Regions from separate parts of the Sus scrofa genome. Here region 1 is linked to region 2. A link is a contact called in public HiChIP or PLAC-seq data. All regions are on one chromosome and are shown on one strand. Each heading gives the region's core, a stretch centred on a gene start, on an enhancer-like site or on the middle of the called end of the contact. The rest is flanking DNA. Distances are from core to core; before and after follow the strand shown. Region 1 overlaps CDK6 (a long non-coding RNA gene). Region 2 overlaps CDK6 (a long non-coding RNA gene).

Region 1 (7,728 bases), core at 4,910-7,409, 86 kb after region 2:
GAGGATAGCTAGTGTGGGTCATGAAAAAGGTGAGCAGATAGTTATTGATGGGAGGAGCAAAGAAATGGCAATAAGGAGAAAGCCCACAAAGGTAGGAAATCATGAGCCAAACTAAGAGGATGGGGATTCGTCCAATTTGCCCAGAAAGTGGAGGACACGAAAAGGGGCTGTGCTCTGCCGTGCATGCTAAATGTGGTATTCTGGACAAACTCACAAAGGACGGAAATGCAGCCACAGGATCGGAATAGAATTTGAGAGAAAAGAGGGATGCAGAGATATAAGAGAAAAGGTACCAAGAACAGGTATTTAGGAATACTGATTTTTTTTTTTTTTTTTTTTTTAAGGCCACACGTGTAGCATATGGAAGTTCCCCGGCCAGGGATCAAATTGGAGCTGCAGCTGGGGCCTGCGCCACAGTCACTGCAATACCAAAACCAAGCCACATCTGTGACCTATGTAGCTTGCAGCAATGCTGAATCCTTAACTCACTGTATGAAGCCAGGGACTGAACTCGCACCCCTACAGAGATAAGGGCAAGTCCTGAACCTCTGAGCTACAATAGGAACTCCAGGAATACTGACATTTAAAGGCCTTATTTTCTTTGAAACCACTCAAGAAGCAATGAGGCCATTCTTCAGCTCTATGTTCTTTTATGAAAGATAGATGGCAGAAAATAAATTCCATATTGTTCTAAAACCAAAGAAATAATAATTAAATTCTAAATGTATCACCTAGATATCACTAAAAACCATTATCTAACTCTGTTCAGAAAATAAACTATTCTCAGCTATTAAACTATCTAAAGTGACGCTGAATTCTAGGAGTTCCCACCATGGCTCAGTGGTTAGTGAATCTGACTAGCATCCATGAGGACATGGGTTCGATCCCTGGCCTCAATCAGTGGGTTAAGGATCCAGTGTTGCCGTGAGCTGTGGTGTGGGTCGAAGACGTGGCTCGGATCTGGCGTTGCTATAGCTGTAGTGGAGGCTGGCGGCTACAGTTCCTTTTGGACCCCAAGCCTGTGAACTTCCATATGCCGAAGGTGCGGCCCTAAAAAGACAAAAATAAAATAAAGTGATGCTGAATTCAATAACTCACCACTATACAATGAATGATAAGGCAAGGAATCTATTTGACTAAGTCACCTAATTCACAGAAACAAACAGATCTTTATGACAACCTGCATACGATACCCATAGATCTAAAGACCTACTGAGAAGTTCAATTAAGCAGAACAAAGTAAGACTAACATAATTTTGTAAGGAGCTCTTCCCATTAGACTTAAAGGTAGAAAGGACTTCTAGTCAATACACTGCATCTAGCTTGGAGTCCTAAGCCATCTTTGAATCCCAAGAGTTTAGGATGGTACCTGGCACTTATGTTTCCCATAAATATTTTACGAATGAGAAAAAAATGGAGAAAGAAAGGCTTAACAACCAATACTTTGGATTTACATAGCATAGGTATGTCCTGGGGCCAGTATACAATTGTAATATTCTATGCACTCATGAATGATGTCTCAAATTATACCCCTTAGAGTCCATGAACCATCAGAAAAAGCTATATTTACTACACTATACTCTCTAAGATTGGGGCCAGATACTGTACAAATAAATATTTTCTAATAATTTTAATATATATTAGAACTAAAGGGTTTTTTTCCACTGAGCCCTAAAATTAATGAACTAGAATATATCCCATTCTTTAAACATTCCACTTAGTCATCCTAGATGTATTTAACTACATATTGAGTTCCAAAGGCTCTAATTCTGACAATTCTCATAGGGAGAGAATGTCAGTGTTTAACAGTCTATAATAGTATGACAGGCAGAGATAATTCTTGGTACCTTTATGGTTTCAGTGGGCACTCCAGGCTCTGGAACTTTATCCAAATAAGTGGTCAAGTCTTGATCAACATGTTCAAACACTAATGTTAGTTTGGTTTCTCTGTCTGTTCGTGACACTGTGCACACATCAAACAACCTAAAAGGAAAAAGAAAGAGGTATTAAGTAGGTGGCAAAAAGCAAAACAGTAACCTGTTAGTCTTATATGTATCCCTCAATTTGATCACATAATTGGGGGAAAGGCCACATTTAATAATTCCTTATGGTAAATGTAAAGATACCTAACAGGATCTGATACTTTAATATCAATACAAATGTTCAGGAGAGGAGCATGTGGTAAAGTGGAGACAAAATCCATAGTGGCAAAGAAAATGCAACATGACCACAACACAAGAATGTCTGCTTGGAGAGGTACTTAGTTAAGATCTTAGGTAGAACTTGCCGAGGGAGAGAGTTTCAAAACCTGCAGCCTCTAGGAGAAATACAGTCCTTAGCTCACAGTTCAAGAATTATTAAAGAGACAGACTGTGCATTCCTTGGAGATGCTGGCCTCTGCAATTTAGATTTTCCTGGAATTTAAGGTATTATAATCATGCCTATGAAAATAATTATAATGGGATACGGAGAAATTGGGTTTAATTCTAAGAGCGCCTTCTAACCTTGATGAGTCAAATCATTTCCCTGGAAAGGGCAAGAATTCTTGGTTTTAAAATTCTAAATACCATGCTAATTAAAACTATAAATTTTTAACTTTTGGGGGTGGGTGGGGCAGAAATTACACTGGTAAACTATATCACCCTTAAATGATAAAGGCAAGACTGGTAAACTTTATAATTATGTTTGGATGCGTGAATTCAATTTCTCCCATAAAATACTACAACTAATTCAAAATTTAAGTTTGAAAAACAAAGACTTCCATAGTTTGAAAAGAATTTTCAAGCCAAAGGACAAACTTTCCTTTAGTTTCAACAGACATAGAGCACTATCTGGCTCACGAGAAGCTCATCCAACATTTGAAGAATTAAATAAACCACTCAAAACCAAGCTATAAATACATTTCTTGACAAGAATGTAATATAGGTACTGACAAAGGGCTGATAAAAATGCTATCTGCATGATTTTCTTTCATTTTCAAAAATGAAACAACACTTTCTTCAAAGAAACTAACTATAAATGTGCATATAATCCAATTACAAAAATGCAGGGTTGACTCACAATTATCCACTTTGTATGTTACCTCTTAAATTTTTAATACCTATCTAGTTCGCCATGCCACCCGACCGCATTTCTGGGCTAAATGGGCTCCACAACATTTGGTATTTCTCTGTAAATCTAAACTAAACTTTAAAAGAAACTAAAGAACACTATAATTAAGTTAAATCGGATGGGGTGACCACCACCAACAGCCACACATACTTCATAGCCAGACCCAAACTCCTTTTTAATTGTGGGCAGCTTGGGGTGAGTTCTGTAACTTCATTAAAGTCAACTATTAAGATCAACTGAATTTCTTCCTTACATTTATCTACTTTCAAATATCCTGACCTCTAAGTTTTAATCATCTACTTTTTTTTTTTTTAAACTTCTCAAGTCTTCAAATGCAAAAGGTGACTTATTCCAAAAAATTATTTGGACAAAGTAAAAACTCCTAATTAACAAATTCATTAAAAATAATGCCATAAGTCATACTCATGTCATACTGTGAAAAATATGATGGCTCACACACATGGATCTGATGCCTGGGAAATTTATGAAAGCTACTCTTTCAATTTGGTGATTTGAGGTGATGACCATTTTATTCATAGGCTTCCTTGAACCATATTTCCATTAAACCCACCTACTCTGATAGATTTTTTTTTTCTTGTGTTTGAAGAAAAAGGAGTTCCACAATCACCAAACTTCTTCATATCTGAAGCTTCTATTTTTGTGATAAAATAAAATAGCAATGAACCAAACATGGCCTGTACTAAAATCACATAAAAACATGGGAACTGCATCATTACAGTTGTGCTTCTTAAACATTACTTTAAAAAGGTCTTCCATTATAATTAATACATTTCCTTCATTTAATAAAAAGACAGGAGTTCTTGCTGAGGTGCAACGGGATCAGTGGCATCTTGGGAGCACTGCCTGTGACACAGGTTTGATCCTGGGCCAGCTGAGTGGGTTAAGGATCCGGCGTTGTGCAGCTGCGGCTCAGGACGCAACTGAGGCTAGTATCTGATCCCTGCCCCAGGAACTCCATGTGCTGTGGGGTGGCCAAAAGTGAGAAAAAAAATTTTTTTCAAATGAATAAAAGACATTGCTTTATCACTGTTTCCGGTCAGCAAAGATTTTAGTAACCCCAGTTCTCACTGAACTTAACGATTTGTAATATGTAAGACATTTTAGTAATTGCAAAAAAAAAAAAAAAAAGCTTAACAGAGACATAACTGGAAAGCGAAGTGATCATACAGCACTGCCTCACCAAAGGGTCACCTGCTCCCAAACCGTTGTTCAGTTACCTAACAGCCCTGGCAGCATGTTCTGTTGCTTCATCTCACTGAAACCGTTTTCAAACACTCTGTATGACACAATGCAAGAACAACATCCAACCCACAGCAACTTATTTTCCTCAAAGTTATATCACTCTCAATATATTGACTCATTGTTGCCGCCTGCAGCGCCTGGACTCCACACCTGAGATATGCAGAGATGAGCTCCCAAAGCTGCTGCAAACTGCCCTAAATGATAAGCCATGAAGAAAAGGCACTACTTTCAATGGGCAATTGTCTACAAAGTGGAGTTTTAAAGAGACATGTTCAAAGACACATATTTAAAGAGACACAGAGTAAAACTTTCTTGTATAAAATGTTAATGTATATAATTACATATCCTTCCAGGCTACAAAAAAAAAAAAAAAAAAGGTATCCGGTAGAAACGACTCATGTTGATTTAAGGAGATAATTCCTTTTATTTTTTTGAAAGTGCTGTTATTAATTTCATTTGGGAAATGGAGCATATTACAGGTTCCTTAGAAATTTAAAAGTGACATCAAGGGAAGTCAAAGACCTAGAAGACCCTGTAGGTTTGGGGTTCCAATGCTGGCCATCAACATCCTACAGACCCAGGACCATCTCAGAAGACATCCGGGGAAATATTTATACGAAAACATAAAGTTCTTAGTTGTTTAGTAAACATTATCGTACTAAAAGTAATTTACATTAGACACAGTGAGTAGAAAATGCTTTTTTTTTTTTTTTTTTTTGCTTCTTAGGGCCGAACTCATATGGAAGTTCCCAGGGTAGGGGTTGAATTGGAGCTGCAGCCGCCAGCCTACACCATGGCCACTGCAACTCAGGATCCCAGCCTTGTCTGCGACCTACACCACCAAGGCCGAATCCTTTAAGTCACTGAGCGAGGCCAGGGATCAAGCTCATATCCTCATGGATCCTAATCGGATTCATTAACCGCTGGGCCATGATGGGAACTCCAGAAAATGCATTTTGAATCAAGAGCTATAAATATTAATCTTAGCAATGTTTAGAACATAATATTTTTGATGCTTTCTTGTCTACAATGACTCCATCTGGAGCTACCCCAGAGCAAATAATAATCACTTTGGTGGCAATAAAGAGAAGACAGATGCTTTAACATAACAAAAAAGTCTCACATTAAGCAACTGAGCTAATCAACAACTGAAATCCCTGGTATTTGGCAGGAGGTTAACAATCTGTAATATATTTATATAAATCAATGAGGAATGCAGCCAAGCTGCCTATAACCCGTACACTTGCAAAACAAAAGAGCCAGACAGGTCTGAACATCTGAACATAAACACTGGAAAAATAACTTCAACTGTTTGATTCCTTGTGTTGACCAACATCTTAAAACTCTCTAAAACTTTTTTTTTTTTGCTATTTAGTAAACTGACAAAAATAGCACTTCAGTGACTGAATGACTACAGTTTCATAAGAGAACTATCACCTTGTATTGAAGATGAACAAACTATCTCAGTTGACTTTTAGAGGAAACAAAAAACTATCATTCAATATCTATCCATTAGAGCTTGGCTTAATGGGATCCAAGCGAATGTTCAAAAAAGTAGAATCAAAAAGGGGTTCTCAGCATTCACTGAGCCTATGAATCCGGTTTAGCTGTGCAAACACAATCCGAAAAAAGGCAGATAGGTTGTTATCATTTCACAATTAAGTCAGCCAAGCCCCTAACTATCCCATAAAATAAGTCCTCTCCCTGTCTCCATTGTCCTGACCTCCCAGCTGCAGGGCAGAGAGCAAGCGCTGCGGTCCAGCACAGCACTCAGCTTTCCAGCTGTCCTAGTGATGTAATTATCTCATAACAAAATATCTCCATGAATTAACTCTGCATCCGACCCACTGTAATTTGGAACAACTCCTTCCTGTTGACGGTCTCCATTTAACTTGCTATTCTGGATCTATTGCATAGGCAAACTCTCTTCATCCAATGGATGGGATTACATCCAATAGGCTTGGGATTTCCAAAGATTGCGATTTACAAAGGTTTCCCAAACAACATGCTCTGTAAACACACGCCCTGCCTTTCTATTGTGGTTATAACAAAAGGGAAATCTGCGTTATTTGCTGTGATTAAACTTTGACCTGTCACAGGAAGTTCTATGAGGATTTTTTTTTTTTCCTGTCACTTTTTTTCCAGACGCTTGAATGTTTGGACATAAAATAGTTCAAGAGCTGTGAGATGTCTGGCACAGAGGCCTAGGGGTGCTAAACAAAATTTTATTTGAACTATGGCCAGTCTTCAGAATTGAGGAGAATTTTTTTAAAAATCTCTACCCTCTTCCTTTGTAGTCCATGAAGCATATTCTAAGGTTATAGCATGCATGCACCAAATTTATGTCCACACATCCTACTAACCCTACACTACTAGATACTGGCCAGGGTGCTCTCCTTTGGCTCATTAAATATGGACTGTGTGTGTTCATGTATTCTCAACCAGCACTGAATGGGGTAATTCCAGAAGTATTTGCCACCAAAGTAACCAGCATGCTATGCTGCTGGAAGGAAATCCCCACTGTGCAGCATCTGCAAACATGCATCAGTACCTACCACGTGCAGGCACTGTAGTGGGTTTTAGAGAGTCCAACAGGTCTAAGACAGGTACTTTTTAAGAGCTTTCTGTCCAGTTGGGGGAGAGACGATTGCATGTAAAAGGACAAACAGTGATATATGGCAATGTATTAATTCCAAATAAATTCTACAAACACTATATGGAGCTTTATATATCAACATCAGAGTAAATTCATTCTAGATCTTATCACAGTAGACATCTGGGATGTCTGCCTTTCCAACATCTGTTACCATTCTTGGCCACATCCTCATTTTTTGTTGAAGAGCCACTCCTATTCCATACTCAGGCAGTGTAGTTGTGGGGGCACAGGGGCAGGATGGCAGGTAACCTACCCTGAACAAACAGAGTGACAGTGATTGATTCAGGGAAGGACAGACCCAGAACTGGTCCCAGGAATTTTACTAGAACTTCTGGGAAAGTAGAGCTCTCTTTATTCCAGGATTACCAACCTGGCAATGGATAAGCCTGCAGCTGCTAGTGGCCGTCTTTGCCACCATTTTCATGAGCCCTCCATGGAACACAGCCAACACTGAGGAGAGCCTGAACAGAGAGCTGACAGGCAAGAGATTCTGGATGACACTGTTTAAGTACCTGGACCCACCTGTGCCAAGCCTACCCCCGGATTTATTGCTAATGTGAGCCAGTAATGCTGCTTTGGTGCTTACTCAGTTTGAGTTGGGTTTTATTAGTTACAACAAAAAAACAGTCCTAAGACATCTATAAACACTTTGAAATAGCAGTATCTGACCTCAAATATATCTTATGTATTAGACAAAC
Region 2 (7,688 bases), core at 1,461-3,960:
ATGTATTTAATCTGCTGTGGGACCCATGGGCGCGTCAGGGGTATCGGATCTGGATTTCCATGTGTGCAAGTGTTCCACAAAGTGAAAGTTTCCAGCTTCAGGCAATGGACTCAAGCTTACAAACTGGGGGATTGTGAAACACGAGCATATTTGGTCTCCCGGGGAGAAGGAAGCATCCAATTTATGCAGAAATGCTCTTTTCCTGGCTAGCCAATGAGAGGCGAGGCTATGAGAGTGGGGCTTCCTATAGGGATCTCTGGACTGGAAGAATGGTGCTTAAAATTAAAGACAGGCTAAATTGCTAACAGCCCAACTTAAAAAGCAGCTGAAGAGAAAAAGCCAATTGTAGAAATGAGAAGGGAGTTTTCCAGTTTTAAGTTAAAGCTGACCATATTCAAATTATTATTGAAGTTTCTACTGTTTCGGCTGAGGAGAATTAATAATCTTTTATACCTAATTTTTAAGACGTAAAGATCCTATTGAAAAAAACTTACCACATATGTGTGTATTTTAGTACAGTCTTTCCTAAATGACTCGAGAAGTTTTTCAATAGTAATATTATTTCAGGCCTTAAAATGTTTTCAGGACCTAAGATTTATTTTGAGAAAAAGTGGTCCGACGTCAGGGACTCAGGTCTATTTTAACAAATGCTTTGGTCCACGAGAAGTTTTGTGGATTTAAAAATGTTTAGTACATATACATGGCTCATCATTAATAATGTTGTCCCTTTATTGAACGCACAGCACACTGAACTCCTGGGGTATGGAAATGAATTGTGCAATTCTAATATCCAGAGTCTATGAATCCCTAACACATGTTTAAGGTTAAGGGTTCAGACTTCTGGAGATGGAAGTGAAAAACAGCACACACCAGAAAATGTAATTGAAACGCACAAAAGTTATTAAAATAAGTCTTATGAAAATCATTCCATCAAATACGAGACCATAATGAGAGGATCTTTCCCTTAGCATTTGGAGGTGAAGTCATGGCCTCTGCGTTACCAGGCAGCTGTCTATAGCATCATAAAGTATGCACATCCTGTGGTTAGAAGTCCACCTCTCCAAGAATGATGCTATGTGAGAATACTGTTCATTTTTTTTTTCTCAATTAATGACTGGTCTTAATAAATACTTCTGAAAACAGATACTAAAATTTCAGTTTGTCCAAGAAGGTTTAACAGTAATCAAAACCACTATCTTGGCTTTCATTACAGACCAAACAACCTGTTCCTTGCTATCTGTTGCAGAAGTCCATGGTGATTAAGTAAATACATTCGAGTCTAGGGCAGACACTGACTAGAAATAATATTTTCAAAACTAAAAGAAACCTCAGAGAGTCACAACAGAGAAGATGCAATAACAGCCAAAGTTTATCGTGGGTTTTCTACATGTCTGGCACTTCACTAAAAACTTTACAAATTTTATGTCATTTAAATCCTGGAATTACTTGTGAGGGGGGCACTGCGAGTTTAACCCACATTCTAGGTAGGAAACTGATGTTCAGAACACGTTAATAACTATAGTTAGCCACATGTCATAATAGGCTAGAATTCAAATGCAGTGTAACCCCCGAGGCTGCAGGTATGACCACTGGGCATGACAGCCATATATGCAAACAGATCACCACCACGGCAAAAGAAGCCCCCGGCAAAGTATTTCACAGCTCTAACAGTTTTGTATACATCATTACCATCATCATCATCATCATCATCATCATTGTCACTGGGGACCCCAAGGCTGATCAATCTTTCAAGAAGGAAGCTGTGTCCAGTTGCAGATTTTTCATTTTATTACTCAGTCCAAACAGTAATATTTGATTTCTAGCTGAGGGCATGAAACTGCCATACTTTGTTTCTGCAATAGATTTGTGAACATTTACATATGATTTTTGCATTTTAAATGGGTTCTATAAGACGCAAAAGGGATTGTCCTTACCACAAATTTTCGTGGTCTACGAACCAGCTGAGGGATATTTTATCTGCAGGCTATAAGATCTCATCACTCCTGGCTGGCCCCCTGACTCTCATCCTAAGTTTTCAAGACAGCGTTTCTCTTTTGTCTCCGTAAACGAATCTTGTCTATAAAAAATTGTTGTTAAATCAAAGAAATAATTGTTGCCATCTTTTATATGGTAATGACATGTCACTTAAAAGAAGTTTTCGGCTTAGACTTGGTTTTGGAAGCAGCTTCTAAATGACTAAGAACATTACAGCTATCCATGAACTTTAATTATCGCAATGTAATTATTAGGAACAACTAGTTACAACTGAGCTTCTCCACACACAGTATAAAGTTAAAACTGTACAAATGAAGCCAAAATATGCACAGCTAAAAGGAATGCTACAGGGGGGCCTCTCTTAGTGAACAAAGCAAGCTCAGTTTGGCTCTTTTTCCTTCGTGCTACCACATCCGCACATCGTTAGTTGGAAAATTCCTGATATATGCTGTAATTTTCTTGCGCTTTTTCCCCCCCAGTACACTTGTGGCTTTAATGTCCAGATGCCATTTTCCCCCTTATCTGTCCCTGTTTGGTGCTCTTCCAGCTACGGTCAACAATTAATACAGCCAAAGAAAAAATACAGTACACTCCCTGGCAACTGGTAGAGCCTCGCAGGAAATACCAAATAAAAACTTGATTATGTATTGTTTAACCATTTTGTTTGCCTGTAGGCCACCCCGTCGTTGGTGTAATTCAGACGGCCATGCTTCATCTGGACGGTCTGAGCGCTGCACCATTGTTCCCAGAGTCTGTCACGCACAATCACTGGCTTCAGCCTGTGGCCTCGAAATGAAAGGAGCAGATTTGTGGCAGCTTTCCAACCTGCATTCCTTTTAATTAGTCAACTTGTGGCCCAATGTTATAATAGATAAGTAACCTCTTAATATTCATGTAATTAATTAATTTTTTTTCTCATTCGGTTATAAGCCTTTGCATGGAGGGGGGATAAAAGCTTTTTCCTATATGGGCTCTCGTTTATGAAATAAGCATGGAACTGTTATAAAGAACATTGGAGCCCATGTTTCCATGATTCTCTATGAAGGCAGCTCCAGAAACCACAGTAGGCCCATACCTGTATTTTAACCACAGTATTTCTTGCATTTAAAATAGTAAATGAAATCTTTCTAGTGTATAAATCTGATATATGGAAGATGAATAATCTTGCCAACTTTAGCTGGGCTGGGAAGCCTCCCTTCCATTTTAACAAAAAAAACTAGCTTATTGTTGGAAGATGGAACGGTTACACTTGTTTAAGATCCCTTGCAAAAAAGCAAGGCTGACATTTAAATTGGCCAGCAGTTCTCAAAGTACTAGGAAGTTTGCTCTAGATCTGGAATAAGTCAATAATTAAACTGCTGATGCTGTTAGCTATTAGCACAGGACGAACCTTTAAAAAGATAAGTTGCTTCCTACAAATATTAATAATGTCCACTGGTCACAGGAGTAAGAATGGCTTTTAAAGCTCAATATTTAAGTTCTTTCACCTATTTAAGTTTCTCAATTAAACCAAATTCTCCTCAAAGGCAGTAATAACACTTTTACTTCTGTTAGATCCTCATGGAAAAGTACTCGTGAGTGAAATACAGATATATCTGTACTACCCCGGACTCTTAGTATCACTTCTCATGCAGTTTATGAAACATATGAAAGTCACTTCAATGATTCATTCATACACACACACACACACACACACACACACACACACTAATGTGCCTACTATATGACAAGCACTGGATCCCAGCTATAAAAAGGATACGAAGACTAAAGATATCATTTCTGCTCTCCAAAGCTCACCGTTGAGCAGGAAAGGCAGATGTGTAACTACCAATTGCATAGGCTCCTGTGCCAGGTAGAGGTACATGATTTAAGCACTTGGGTTCAAAACCCGGGTCCTCTTTTGTGAGTTGTATCACTTGGCTAAATATCTTAGACTCTCCATGCCTTTGTTTCCTCATCTGCAAAAAGGGAAATTCACAGTATGTATATCACAGAACAACTGGAGAATTACATGGTGTAAAAATCTTGAAAGTACTTTGCAGGTGCTGGTTCTATACATTTTGGCTATCAGCAAATGTTTTACATGTGTACCGACGGCACGAGGTAGGGCAGAGGGCAGGAAAGGGATATGGACTGTTACTCTGCTTCAGAGATGAGGTGCAAGGATATGACAGCCAGAGGGAGCGGCTGGAGCAGGAAGGCTGAGGAGTATGAAACTGTTTGGACCAGATCACAAAGGACCTTAAGCACCATATAATGGAGGCCAGACTTTCTCCTGAGAGGGATGGGAGGCACTAAGGAGTTTGACATAGGGCTTGCACGTCAGATCTGCATTTTTGACTGAACATTCTGGTAACTTCAAAAGATGAAATTGGATGTAATTCTTGAGGCAGGAAGCTCAGTTAAAAGGCTGCAATGATCCAGCTGCACCAAAAGGAGGACCTACCAACCTACAGCAGTGAGGAAAGGAGAAACAGGAGGAATAATTTGAAATGAGTCAAATGAAGCAGAAGACGGACAAAAAGAGGAGTTCCCGTCGTGGCGCAGTGGTTAACGAATCCGACTAGGAACCATGAGGTTGCGGGTTCGGTTCCTGCCCTTGCTCGGTGGGTTAACGATCCGGCATTGCCGTGAGCTGTGGTGTAGGTTGCAGACGCGGCTCGGATCCTGCGTTGCTGTGGCTCTGGCGTAGGCCGGTGGCTACAGCTCCGATTCGTCCCCTAGCCTGGGAACCTCCATATGCCGCAGGAGCGGCCCAAGAAATAGCAAAAAGACAAAAAAAAAAAAAAAAAAAAGAAGACGGACAAAAAGAATTCTAGGCCAGGAGTTCCCATCATGGTGCAGTGGTAACGAACTTGACTAGTATCCTTGAGGATTTGTTTTTGATCCCTGGCCTTGCTCAGGGGGTTATGGATCTGGTGTTGCTGTGAGCTGTGGTGTAGGTTGCAAACATGGTTCGAATCCCACATTGCTGTAGTTGTGGTGTAGGCCTGCGGCTGCAGCCCTGATTCGACCCCTAGCCTGACAACTTTCGTATGTTGCAGATGTGGCCCTAAAAGGCAAAATAAAAAAAATTTAAAAAAAAAGGAAAAAAAGCAAGAGAGAAGTAGATGTGTACCAGAAGATGCTGAGTGAGATGAGGGCTTCAGACAGCTACCAGAGTGACATGGTGGGAGAAGACTGCCTGTATGAAACTGGAGGGTTAAGAGCACCCCAAGTGAGGGCCACTCCAGGAAAACTGTGATGGGGTGTAGGAGTAGAGGGTTAGTCAACTGCATTTAAAACAGCTCACTTCTGCTATTTAAAAAAAAAAAAAAGACCATTTGTACATATTGCTGGGGCCTTTCCCATGGCTTTGGGGGGAGAGGTGTGTGTGTACGCACTCATGCACGCGTGTGCCTGCAAGTGAGGGACTTAGCACCCATTAGGCATAGTAAGTCCACTTCTGATCATAATCTCAGCTGAATTTCATTTAGTAACGAGCAATGAGCAATAACAGATTTTTTTAAAAATCTCTTTTGAGACTATGTAATACTTAATGACACTACCACTCATTTCTCACACACACACTGCAAACCTCAGGATGGGCAAAAATACATTTTAAATGACCTCATTAATCATTACACTATCATTTACAGTTACATAGTTAAAGCACAAAATAAGTCTCGATTACTCAGCATGAAGGTGGGAACCAGCGTCTTCGGGAGCCAGGGTGGGGGGCAGCGGGGTCTCAGGGGAGATGGGAAGAGGAATAGAAGCCTCCAGCGCTCAGGTGACAGCGGTCCTCTGTTCTCCAGGACCCCCACCTGGACTTAGGAACCATTAAGCACAAGCTGACCTGCGCTGGTCCCCATATCAGCTGGGGCGTCCAAGGGCAGACTCGGGCTAGGGATCCCCGAGGTTGAGAGGAGGCCGTGGGGACCCGACGCACACCTTCTCCAGGACACCCCCCAACCCCGGAGCACGCCCACCTCCCCGCTCCCAGCCCCTCTCCCCAACTTCAGCCCTCTGCCCTGCGAGCCTGCTCTGCACTCTGCTGCCCTCGCCCCTCGCAGCCGGGCCCACCTCGCCTCCTCCCGACCCCCTTACCTTTCCATTCTTGGGGCTGCCATTAAGGAACAGGGTCACCCGCCTCATCACGCTGCCCCCACTGGGTCCTGAGTGAGTCGCCACCCTTCCACCTGGCTCTCCTCCCACCTTTTTCTTCTCCTGCCCTTCCCCTCTCGCCACCCACTCGGACTCTCCTCCCTTCGCCACCTTCCTTCCCTTACAGATGCACACACACACAGGCACGCACTCTCCATCCCCCCCCCAAAAAGTCTCAATTCTCTGAATAAAAATGTCCCATTTTTAACGACATGTATGTGTCACGAAAACAGCATGTTTTGAGTGTGTATGTATGCAAATAACTAATGTTTTTTAACAACTTATTTATGTGGGAAGATGAATGAGACAAATATAACAAAATATCCTAGACTACTTAAGTTCTCTCTTCAAGCTCTGACAATATATTATGTTAATCATTTAAACTTTTTCTTGCTTGTGTCCCATTATTAGTTGTCTTTTCTCCTGCTGTTACCACTGCCTGTGTTTTTTAGCCTAATTCCTTTCAAAGAGTTGCTGCTTCCAATGTGGACTAGGCTCCTTAATTGAATCCCTGAGATGCTATTCTATTTATACTTAAAAATACATTCAAACACTTTTACTAGGATCCCCAGAGGGACCTGGGACCACCTCCCCATCTCAGCCTTGACTCCTTTCCCGCCTGCTCCCTCTGCATCAGCCACACTGACTGCTTTCCTTGGATGGTCCATACTCCCTCCTGCTGTGGGGCCTCTGAATTCACCATCCCCTCTGCCTGGAATGCTTTGTTCTGGATCTTAGCCTGGTTCTGCCCCTCACTTGCTTAATAAGAGTCCTTCTCTGACCACCCCCCTTCTTGTCAATACATGCCTGATCTGTCACACTCTGTCCCCTCATGGTGCCTTGGAGAACTTGAAATTACTGTTGGCCTCCATACCTGTGGGTTCCACATCTGAGGCTTTGGAGGGCTGACTATACTACCTACAATTTTTGTGTGTGTGTGGGGGGGAGGCAGTACCTTCAGCATACGGAGGTTTCCAGGCTAGGGGTCCAACTGGAGCTGCAGCTGCAGGCCTACACCACAGCCACAGCAACACAGGGTCCCAGCTGCATCTGTGACCTACATTGCATCTGACAGCAATGCCCGATCCTTAACCCACTGAGCAAGGCCAGGGATCGAACTCATATCCTCATGGATACTAGTTGGATTCTTCACCTGCTGAGCCACAATGGGAACTCCTGTACTACATATTTTATACAAGGGACTTGAGCATCCCCAGATTTCAGTATCCATGGGGATCCTGCAACCAATTCCCCCAAGGACACCAGAGCATGACTGTGTAGAATAGTTTACTTGTTTATCCTATCCACCTTCCCCACAAGAGTGAGATTTTATCTATCTCATCAATTTCTACACTCAAAATTCAGTGCCCATACAGCAGAAACCACATAGCAAAGATTTAAGAAATCATGTTAAATATGAGTATGAGTCTAAAAGAAGTCCATGGAGGTTAAGTGCAAAGCTCAAAGGGTTTTATAGCTACTTGGGTGCACAGAGTCCTCCTCCCTCCTGTGTTCTTTTACGCTTCTTCTAATTTTGTTTTTTTTGC

Evidence for each region. HiChIP or PLAC-seq counts read pairs in DNA pulled down with a chosen protein or histone mark.
Region 1: an H3K27ac HiChIP or PLAC-seq map of skeletal muscle shows a contact between it and region 2, with 2.1 times the contacts expected there. The contact joins two enhancer-like sites. A contact is called at or near these places in 4 of 47 Hi-C or Micro-C datasets (heart right ventricle, liver and skeletal muscle) and 2 of 2 datasets of contacts at active chromatin or transcription factors (alveolar macrophages and skeletal muscle).

Annotation. Positions count from the first base shown.
Region 1 is chr9:72,696,257-72,703,984 of Sscrofa11.1, forward strand. It overlaps CDK6 (a long non-coding RNA gene), which reads right to left. Exons shown (of 8, transcript XR_002347034.1): 3 at 1,848-1,983. Among named protein-coding and RNA genes, the nearest start is that of CDK6, 66 kb to the right of the region's middle. Within about 2 kb of position 6,160, at least 11 of the 83 cell types and tissues checked have an H3K27ac peak or open chromatin away from gene starts, as enhancers often do. A contact at or near this core is called in skeletal muscle, where this site is marked.
Region 2 is chr9:72,614,036-72,621,723 of Sscrofa11.1, forward strand. The region is part of intron 4 of CDK6 (a long non-coding RNA gene); the gene reads right to left. Among named protein-coding and RNA genes, the nearest start is that of FAM133B, 110 kb to the left of the region's middle. Within about 2 kb of position 2,711, at least 31 of the 83 cell types and tissues checked have an H3K27ac peak or open chromatin away from gene starts, as enhancers often do. A contact at or near this core is called in skeletal muscle, where this site is marked.